Regions from separate parts of the Mus musculus genome. Here region 2 is linked to region 1. Evidence: chromatin contacts called from public Hi-C data. All regions are on one chromosome and are shown on one strand. Each heading gives the region's core, a stretch centred on a gene start, on an enhancer-like site or on the middle of the called end of the contact. The rest is flanking DNA. Distances are from core to core; before and after follow the strand shown. Region 1 overlaps Vps9d1 (VPS9 domain containing 1). Region 2 overlaps Rab4a (RAB4A, member RAS oncogene family).

Region 1 (4,641 bases), core at 175-2,674:
CTACAGTGTACTAACATATAATAAATAAATAAATCTTAAAAAAAAAAAAAGAAAGTCAGAGCGGAAGCCTGCAGCAGGTCCATTACCATAAAACTCAGTAGTCCCCTGGCATTCCCGTCCAAGGTCTCTACACCTCACCAGAGCACGAGCCTCGAGGAGCCGACAGTGCCGACGATCCAAGTCAGCTGAGACACACGGTATCTGTTTTAACATTCATTCATCTTTCATTCATTTTTTGAGACAGGGTTTCTCTGTGCAGCCCTGGCTGTCCTGGAACTCAGTTTGTAGACCAGGCTGGCCTCGAACTCAGAAATCCACCTGCCTCTGCCTCCCAAGTGCGCCTCCACTGCCCAGCAAGTGCTCTTAACTACTGAGACATTTCTCTGGCCTAGCTGAGACCCGAGTCTGTGCTATTCCTGACGCAGGTGAGTGGGAAGTAGCTGCTGGGGGCTTCCGGCCCATTCCCAATCCGCAGAGATCGCGACCATAGGTCAAATGCCCCAGGAATGGGTGTCGTGCCCAGGCTGACCTGGGCCCACCACTTGCTTTTGGTGTCATGGCCTCAGGCTTCTCTTGCACCATTTGCAGACTGGACTCTGAGGTCAGCCTACGAGGCTCCAAGATGCATGTTCTCCATTTCCTTGCAGGTTGGAACACAAGTGTTCAATAAATGCCCAATAACCAAGTTACATCTAGCCTGACTCCAAGAGGCTCCAACGACCCCACTACTACTGCCGTCTGGGACTGGAAACTCCCCCGTGTCCTGCCACCACCTCCTCACAGCAACCCCAGCTGCCATGGGTATTTCCTTTCTTGGGTGGGTCAGCTCGCCTCCGTGGAAGATGCTGCCTGTGCTCGGATGCCAGCATCACCCTAGGGCCCCAGCAGAACCAAAGGGCATCGCTGTGTGGGACAGTCCATTGTGTGTGAGAGTAGGCTGAAGATTACTCAGGCGCCTTCAGGGAACTGCTGTGGGCTCAGGACTACAGTAATGACTCAATTCCAGCCGTCCTAATGGTACCCTGCAGACACTTGCTATCCCAGAGCGGGGAAGTCCACAATTTCCTGGCTGGGAACAGCCCTGGGAAGAGACTGCTTCTGTGCAGAGGATCTGGGGTTGGGCTGTCAGCTGTGATCTCTAGGAGGCTGGCTGTGTTGCCTGAGTCTTGGCTGCCTAGTGGGTAAACGAACAAGTCACATGGACTTCGGTAGAGTGACTTCTTTATTTTAGGCTGAGTTGGTAGCCACTTGGAGACATATAACAGTCTAGGGGCTGACCTCTAGACTCTGACATTGAAGAGTCTGTACAACTGTATTTGTTAGCCAGTGTCCTGAACATATTTCACTGTCCCCAACCAAGATAAGCCCAGGGCAGGATGTCCTGGACCTTGGTAGGAGAAAGGCTCATAACCCAGGCCTGGGCAGTGACACCCGGGCCAGCAAAAGCAAACAGGGCAGTTGCTACCTGGTAAATAAACAGTACAGCCTCACACTACCTACACCCAGTTCTCTGGGGGCAGGGTAAAGCCCACTTGTGACTAACAAGAAACTGGCTCACACAAACTTGGGCTGTCTCAGGAGACTGGAGGCATGTAAAACTAGATTGGCCCGGCAAGGTTCCCAATACCCATTTCTGTGCTGATACCCCAGTGGGGGCTGCCTAGTGTCCATGAGAAGAGGTCAGAGCCATCAATCAGTGCTGCAGGCTCCCCAGGGAACGGCAGCTAGATTTCTCCTATGGGGTCTGGGGCAGGCCTGACTCAGCCAGCCATGCCCTGTTAAAGAGGCACTGTCCTAGGCCTCCAGGACAGATGCATGGTAAAGAAGGTGAGCAAGTGCTATAGAGTGCTACCACAGCAAGCTGGCCTTCAGTGTCCCCACACCAGATATGCAGTGCAGCGTGGAGGTCCCGTGGCTCCTTTGGTCTGTGAGGTCCAGCCACCACTACTTGTCCAGCCGTCCCCGGGACAGAAGTTCCACATAGCTCAGGGCGCTCTGCAGTGATGTCAGACAATACCCTTCTTCTCCAATCAAGTACCTGTGTGGAGTGGGGAAGGACGTGTCGACTGAGAGGACAGATGGACAAGCCTAGGCCGCCAGAGGGCAACATCTTCCCTTCTTGCTTGGGCAATGACTCGGTCACGGGTAGAGTTGCTAGAGAGCTGGGTCAGGGCGGACCTTTCCCCACTGTCAGTCCAGGTCCTGTGATGGCCCTGTGGTGCATACTGCTCTTCCCCGGGCAGATGCTGATCAGAGACACCCTCTGGCTCCTGCACAGGGTCCTCTGAAGGCTACAGAGCATGCGGGTAAGAGTGTCCCATGCACAGTGGATCTCAGAGGGATGTCCGAAAGTGGCGGTGGTGCTGCGGGCCCCCTTGTGGCTTCCACGGCTTACTATAGCCATTGCTTTTGTACTGGGGGGGGTGAGGTTCCCTTGTCCCCCCTTGTCAGAGCTGCTCTGTCCCCAGCTCTTCCCACAGAGACCCTTCCCCCACATCAGCCTCCTAGTCACCCACTAGCCTGGGCCCCTTCCTACCCCTCATGAGTGAACTCTTCCAGGGCCGCACACTCTGACACCAGCTGGGGGAGGCCGCTTCTCAGCACCACGAAGGACAGGATGGGCAGCAAGTCATCAGCACCGCTGCTGGGCAAAGGCCAAGAGGTCGGTCTGTGGGACCAGGGCCGAAGGGACACGCGCTCTGCCTCTCTGGAGCCATCTTGGCCAGGCTGGCTATAATCCTTGTACCCCTGTCCCCCAACAGCCCAGGAGACCTCCTGGCCATAGTAATACTGGGCCCAAGTAACACTCTCAATGGCAGGATACACTAGGTCTCTTCTGATGTTCTACTTGGCTATGGACTTAGGTGCTTTTGGAAGCTTGGGAGCAAATGCCTGAGACTAGAAGATAATCACCTCTGCACTAGGTCCTCTGGGCCCGGCTCAGGAGAGCTCTAGCTGCACTAGTCAGGGTACACATGAGAGCTTCTTGGAAGAGCATGGGACCAAGAGGTGAGGGGCAGCTGGACCCCGAGGCTATGGCTCTGACCTCTTTTTCCATGGGCCAGGGAGGCTCACACACTTGCTGCCCCTGCTCAGTGTCCTGCCACCCACAGGGACATGATAGGCACCCCCCCACCTCCCACCCCTGGTCAGGCATGGCTTGGGCCAAGGCTGTGATGTACAAACCCTTAGCCTGGGAACTCTTTTATAAAACAGTAAAGAGGGCAGTGCATGGCAGGCTTTGTGGTAAGGAAGGATAGCGACCCAGCCTTAGAGTGGCTGAGAAGTGTCTGCCTTCCTTCTCTTGGGTTGAACTGCTCTTAGGTGACCTCATACCTAGCTCTGATATTTACTTGTGGGCTCCAGGTACAGGCCAGGGTCACAGCCCCTTGGTCTGCCAGCAGGTGTCCAGGCTGATCCTGGTCCTTGGGACAAGGTGCAAAGGTCTGAGCTCATGCAAGAACCACGAGAGACACTGACTCCAGGTCAGAGGATTCGGTTACCAGCCGAGTTGAGGAGAGGTGGAGATAGGCTCAAGCACTGGGGCTGTGTGTCCTGAGTGGGAAGAATCTGCCCCATCTTGGATGTGCCAGGGAGCCCTCATGCTAGATCTATTCAGGAAAGGGGCATCCCTTTGACAGTGCACCTTCCCTGCTCCCTCTATGTCCCTGGGGGTCCAGGCAGGTCTTTCTCAGTCTCCCCAGATTAACCAGGACCCAGGATCTCTAAGATTTCTTGGCCTTGCCAGAGGACACTGCTATAGCAGCTTGTTCAGATGGACTGGAACACACGGTTGTGGGGTGGGAACCCTTCTTCTTGCCCTGACTCCATCCAAGGTCTTTGGTAGCTATGAGCTGTGCTCTGAGGTGATATGATCCATCTGGGGCTACCAGGGTCCTCCCTGGCCAGTCGCCGGGCAGGGACACATACACCTCCAGACACTGCCTCCACTCTGAACTCACATGGCAGCGGCAGGGGGCTGGGATTCACCCTCAGGCCTGGCCTCTTGGGCACGGCAGTAGTCTTCTGCACAGATGCAGATGACCCGCAGCGTCCGCACTGTGGAACAGAAAAATGGCTTCAGCGGGTGTGATGTAGTGAAAGAGTATCTGACAAGGGCAGGAAGACTTAAAGGACCCGGTGTGAGGGAGACTAAGCTGTTTCCTATATCCAGAAGTCTCCTGGCATTGCCCAATCTCTCCTGGGAACGCAGGTCTGGAGAAAGCTGAGGGAACACTGCCCCATGTTTGCTTAGTGAGGGACCTGCAGGCTAGCACAGGGAAGGCACGGCCAGCGGGGAAGGCACAGCCCCATCTTCCACCTCTCAAACCTCTGGGCCCCTCAGATCCCCGCACCGATGCACTCGAGCTTCTTCTGAGGGCAGCTCTCCAAGACCAGCAGCCCCAGCTCCTGGGCTGCAGTGCAGTAGGGGTAGGTGGAGGCTTGAGCCTCAGGAACTCGTGGGAGGAGCTTGGTGGGGATGCCTAGGGCTGTAGGGGGTGCGTTCCTGTACAGCTCCATGCTCCTGCTTACAGCGGCCTCCCGGGTACGGTGCACACTCCTAAAGCAGAGAGGCCAGGCTCAGTAGCACTCTTCCAGAGGCAGGCGGGGTTACGGCCGGGGACCTCTGGCACGCATCCT
Region 2 (4,864 bases), core at 1,580-4,079, 570 kb after region 1:
ATGTCTGCCACGTTAATCCAGCTGACTTAGGGCCCTTTGAGATGCAAACCCTTGGAAGCTAACTCACAAGACATAGACATCAGAAGATGATTCCTGAAGACAGGTAGGCTTGATAAGGCAATTTGGATTGACAAGGATATCCCAAATTAAAATTTGTTTTCAAAAGACCTTCATTGATAAGGCAATATTAATTTTCTGTTAGAAGAATTACCTAATTGCCTTAAGTCACAACTGACAACACATTTAAACAGTTCAAGCAGACACCAAAAAAAAAAAAAGAACATTTATTCGATTCAATATTATTTTTATTTATTTTTTTGTGAGTGTTTGGTTTTGGGCTTTTTCAAAACAGGGTTTCTCTGTGTAGCCCCGACTGTCCTTGAACTCACTTTGTAGACCAGGGTGGCCTTGAACACATTATAGATCCACCTGTCTGTATGTTCAGAGTGCTGGGATTAAATGAGTGTGCCACCATGTCAAAGTTGTATTTTTCTTTTTCACATTCACTGAAAACTGGTGAACATTTCAAGGAGCAGGGCTGGGGCTGAGGTGGGAGGAACACCTGTGATCCCAGCACTTAGAAGGCAGAAAGAGAGGAATCAGAAGCTAAGGGTCATCTTCTGCAAGGTGCATGTGCATGCGTGTGTGTGTGTGTGTGTGTGTGTGTGTGTGTGTGTGTGTGCGCACGTGCATGCGTGTGTGCGCATGCGTGTGTGCGTGTGTGTGCGTGTGTGTGTGTGTGTGTGCGCACGTGCATGCGTGTGTGCGCACATGTGTGTGTGTGCATTGTGTGTGCATGCGTGTGTGCGTGCGCATGCATGCGTGCGCGCGCGCGTGTGTGTGTGTGTGTGTGTGTGTGTGTGTGTGTGTGTATGAATATGCTACATGTGTGGGTGCATCTGATCTCCTGGACCTGGCGTCACAGGCAGTTGTGAACTAGGTACTGGATTGAACTCTGGTTCTCTGGACGGGCAGGAAGTGTTCTTAACTATTGAGCCATCTTTCCAACCCTGAACATTTCTTCGAAATGAGAAAAGGCTTATTGTTTCTGGAATTTCTTCTCTGAAGCTCTCCGAGGGGAGTGGTCAAACTTGAGCTGGTCTGTTTTGATCATTCTCAGTAATTCTAGGAGAGCACTGCCCAGTTAGGGTGGTTTGTTGGAAGCCTTTGGAGGGCCCGAGTCCTGGCCTATTGCCTTAACCCCTGTTGCCATGACAGAATTTCTGAGATGGGACAATTTTGCTTGTTTGTTTGTTTGTTACGATTTATTTTTTTTTGTGTGTGTGTGTCTGAGTATTTGCCTGGATGTATGCGAATATTCCGTGTGTGCCTGTTGCCCGCAGAGCTCAGACGATCTGAGGGGATCTGTTTCCGCTGATGGACTGTCTTCTGTGCATTTGAAGGATATGTGACATTTGCTACTTGGTGACTGCAACTGTGCAGTAAAATATAAAATGACACAAGACACATATTACAGGGTAGAACTGGGTGTCATGGGCATTGCCAATGACCCCAACACCTCTGAAGTAGAGCTAGGAGGGTAACCTGGGCTCCGTGAAACCCTGTCTTTAAAAAAGATAAAAGAAAAGGAACCATGTTATATAACAGGACATAAGGGAAGGAAGCATGGTGTACTTATAGGTTGGTGGTTGGTTGGTTTTAGGTTTTTTTTTGCTCTTTTTTTGTTGTTGTTGTTTTGTTTTTTGCTTTTGTTTTTTGAAGCTTGTCTACGAGTTCTAAGGAGCTGGGTGTGTTGGCACAGCCTTTAATCTTAGAACTCCCAGGGCAGAAGCAAGCAGATCCAGCCAGATCTACATAGAGACTCCTGTCTAGCCAGGGCTTCAAAGTGAGACCTTGTTTCAAAAGCAAGAATTCCAAAGGTAGTTTATGTTGTGAAAGACTCGGTCAATACAAATTGGTGTGTGATGATGGTGAATTTGACACGTACTGCTGCGCCCAAACAAGTCCCGCCTCCAACAGCATGTCACAGCACCCATTGGCTGAGTCTTGTGGCTGTTTCTACTTCCTCTGGTTTTGTTTATTTTTGTTGTTACTTTGTTGTTTAAAGGCAGGGTTTCATACTGGAGAAATGGCTCAGTGCTTAAGAATACTTGCTGTCTTCCAGATAACCCAAGTTCAATTCCCAGCACCCATATCAGGTAGCTCACAACCTCCTGTCAGTCCAGTTCCAGGGGCACCCAACAGATCTGGCCTCTACAGGCACCATATTCATGTCCCACCCCACCAATACACACGTGTGCGAGCGAGCGCGCGCGCGCGCGCGCACACACACACACACACACACACACACACACACGTATGATTTAAAAAACAAAAAGACAGTGTTTTATGTAGCCCAGGCAGGCCTCAAACTGCTTTGTAGCCCAGGCTAGTCTTGATCCTGATCCTCCTGACTCCACCTCCTGAAACATATGACAAGATTGAGCCACCATACCTGGCCCCATCTTCTCACAGGTACAAGTGTGCTTTGGCTTTTTAGCCTTATGGAGTCAGTGATATTTAGATGGAAAAAAGGGACACTATTCATAAAGTGCTCATAAATTATGAATGGGAGGTCTATTTTAGAGAGATGTTTATCATTTTCTTTTCCAACATAAATTTTTAATCATGCAGAAAAGCGAGTGGAGGTTTAAAAACAAAGCATTTTGTCATAGCTGGCTCTGTACGTAGAGTGTGCATTTAGCAGCCCCCCTGGCTTCTGGTGTGCCTGCTATAGTGGTTTGCTGGATGCTGAGAAAGAAAACGCAAGTCTGAGCGCAGTCCATGGGTCCTCTGCTCTCGCTCAGGATCAAAGTCAAACCTTCTTTCAATATTAGAAAGTAAACTCTCGTCTTTGGGAACAGAGGGTCCAGGTGACCTGTCTCCGTCCTCTGTGCAATCCATGGACAGCCAGCCAAAACAGGCTTTGATGTGAATCCATTTGAGAAACAATGCTTTTGCTCTCAGAGAAGATGAAACAAAAAAAGCCAAAAATAAATAGACACTTGACGTGGAGGCCTGGTTTTATTATTGTGTTTGTGACAGAAATCAGACAGTCCCATTGTGGTGGTGGAAACGGAACTAATAAAACCTGTCCTGTAGATCGAGTTTCCTGGACTGGGGAGATCACGTGGGCACCTCATGTAGCCTGAAAATAGGCAAAACAAGTCTCCCTGCCGAGGACACAGGTCTGGAGCCAAGGGCCCTGCCAAGCCTTAGAGCAGAGCGTGAGAGGACCTGGTTCTGCAGCCGCCAGCTTCTGGGGTGCTCCTGGAGAGACTGTGAGAGTCAGATGGGGGCGGGGTGGCCGAAGAAGTAACAGGGTGACAAGCCAGGCCTTGGGTACTGATCCAGGGGCTGCGGGGCACATTTGTGCTCAGGATGCAGCTCAGAACCCCAGTGGAGAACACCAGTGCAGTCAGTCGCTGGCTTCATTGTTACTGTTTGCAGGATGACTCCCCTTTGTCCCAGCTCATGACAACCTGGTAGCCTCTCATTCACCCCGGTCTCCAACGCCCTGTGTAGGCAGGGGTGACCTTCAACTTCTGAGGCTCCTGTCCCTACCCTCTGAATGCAAGATTATAGGTGTGCACCACCCCGCCCAGTTTATGGATACTAGTTATCAAACCCAGTGTGTTGTGTAGGTAAGGCAGGCTTGCTACAGTCATAAAACATTACAAATGTTCTGGTCCATTCTTCAGGAACAGTTCCTGCTCCTTAGTTAAGAGTGCTCATGGACAGACTGTTTCTAGTTGTTGCCAGGCCTCAGCTTTCAGGTCTGGTCGAAACCCTTCTGACATGAATGATGGTCCTCTGACCACTGCTACACTGAGGACTTTCCCAACCTGAGAAGCAGGTATGTGCCTTAGTCATCTTATCTGTGGATGGGAGTGAAGCCATATACTTCTTGCCCAGTGTACTGATACCCAGAACTCAGACCCACTATGAGATATGCCTAGATCCCACATGCAGCTGGATGACCAAGAGGCTAGCCTTCATCACCCCTACTGATGTGACCAGATTTTGTCGACTAACGGTGAGCCATATGGATCCAAGGCTAACTATGCTCAATGGTGGGAGTGCACAGTGGTACCTCAGACCCATTAGGCCTCTAGAGCATGGACACGGTCCCTCTGTCCAGTATACTGTTTGGAGGACACATGCTTTCTGTGTGAGCCTGTGGTGGCCTGATCATAGAACTCATCACAATAGGAGGTCAGACTTTTCAAAGACGATGAGACCTCAAGTCCCTGCCCTCAGTGGGTCAAAGCTGACACCCCAGGAGCCAGCTCCCCGTAAAGGAAGAGCTGAGAGCCAGCTGACTGTTCTCTGTGTGGCATGTGTCAAGGCACCTCAGGCCAGCCCATTGACTCAGCCTCCAGTCAAGCTAGCTGTTCACACTGGGTGGGGTAACCCACACCTGTAATCACAATACTTGGGAGGCAGACGCAGAACCCCAGGCTACATAGTAAGACCCTGTCTGAAAAGGAAAAGCTATTCAGCTCTCTCCCTCTTTCTCTCCTCTCTGTCTCTCTTTTTAAGTGAACTATTCTGAAAATCATCTTGACAGATTATTTGCCCTTGTTTCTTTATAGAGTTTGCCAGGTTTCATCCTTCCGTTAACCTAATCAACTTCAACAGTCTACTCTTTTTTTTTTTTTTTTTATTTATTTATTATATGTAAGTACACTGTAGCTGTCTTCAGACACTCCAGAAGAGGGAGTCAGATCTCGTTATGGATGGTTGTGAGCCACCATGTGGTTGCTGGGATTTGAACTTCGGACCTTCGGGAAGAGCAGTCGGGTGCTCTTACCCACTGAGCCATCTCACCAGCCCCAACAGTCTACTCTTTAATACACTTAAG

What was found. Hi-C and Micro-C count contacts between places; a contact is called where the count stands out from the background.
Region 2: a Hi-C map of liver shows a contact between it and region 1, with 4 times the contacts expected there. The contact joins two enhancer-like sites. A contact is called at or near these places in 1 of 39 promoter capture datasets (liver) and 1 of 484 Hi-C or Micro-C datasets (liver).

Annotation. Positions count from the first base shown.
Region 1 is chr8:123,241,152-123,245,792 of GRCm38.p6, forward strand. Vps9d1 (VPS9 domain containing 1) reads right to left here. Exons shown (of 15, transcript NM_028200.2): 12 at 4,356-4,561; 13 at 3,963-4,059; 14 at 2,537-2,641; 15 at 1,205-2,038. The coding sequence ends at 1,945. 4933417D19Rik (RIKEN cDNA 4933417D19 gene) reads left to right here. Exons shown (of 3, transcript NR_045849.1): 3 at 648-1,208. Among named protein-coding and RNA genes, the nearest start is that of Spata2l, 7.2 kb to the left of the region's middle. Within about 2 kb of position 1,425, at least 6 of the 459 cell types and tissues checked have an H3K27ac peak or open chromatin away from gene starts, as enhancers often do. A contact at or near this core is called in liver, where this site is marked.
Region 2 is chr8:123,810,507-123,815,370 of GRCm38.p6, forward strand. The region is part of intron 1 of Rab4a (RAB4A, member RAS oncogene family); the gene reads left to right. Among named protein-coding and RNA genes, the nearest start is that of Rab4a, 6.9 kb to the left of the region's middle. Within about 2 kb of position 2,830, at least 33 of the 459 cell types and tissues checked have an H3K27ac peak or open chromatin away from gene starts, as enhancers often do. A contact at or near this core is called in liver, where this site is marked.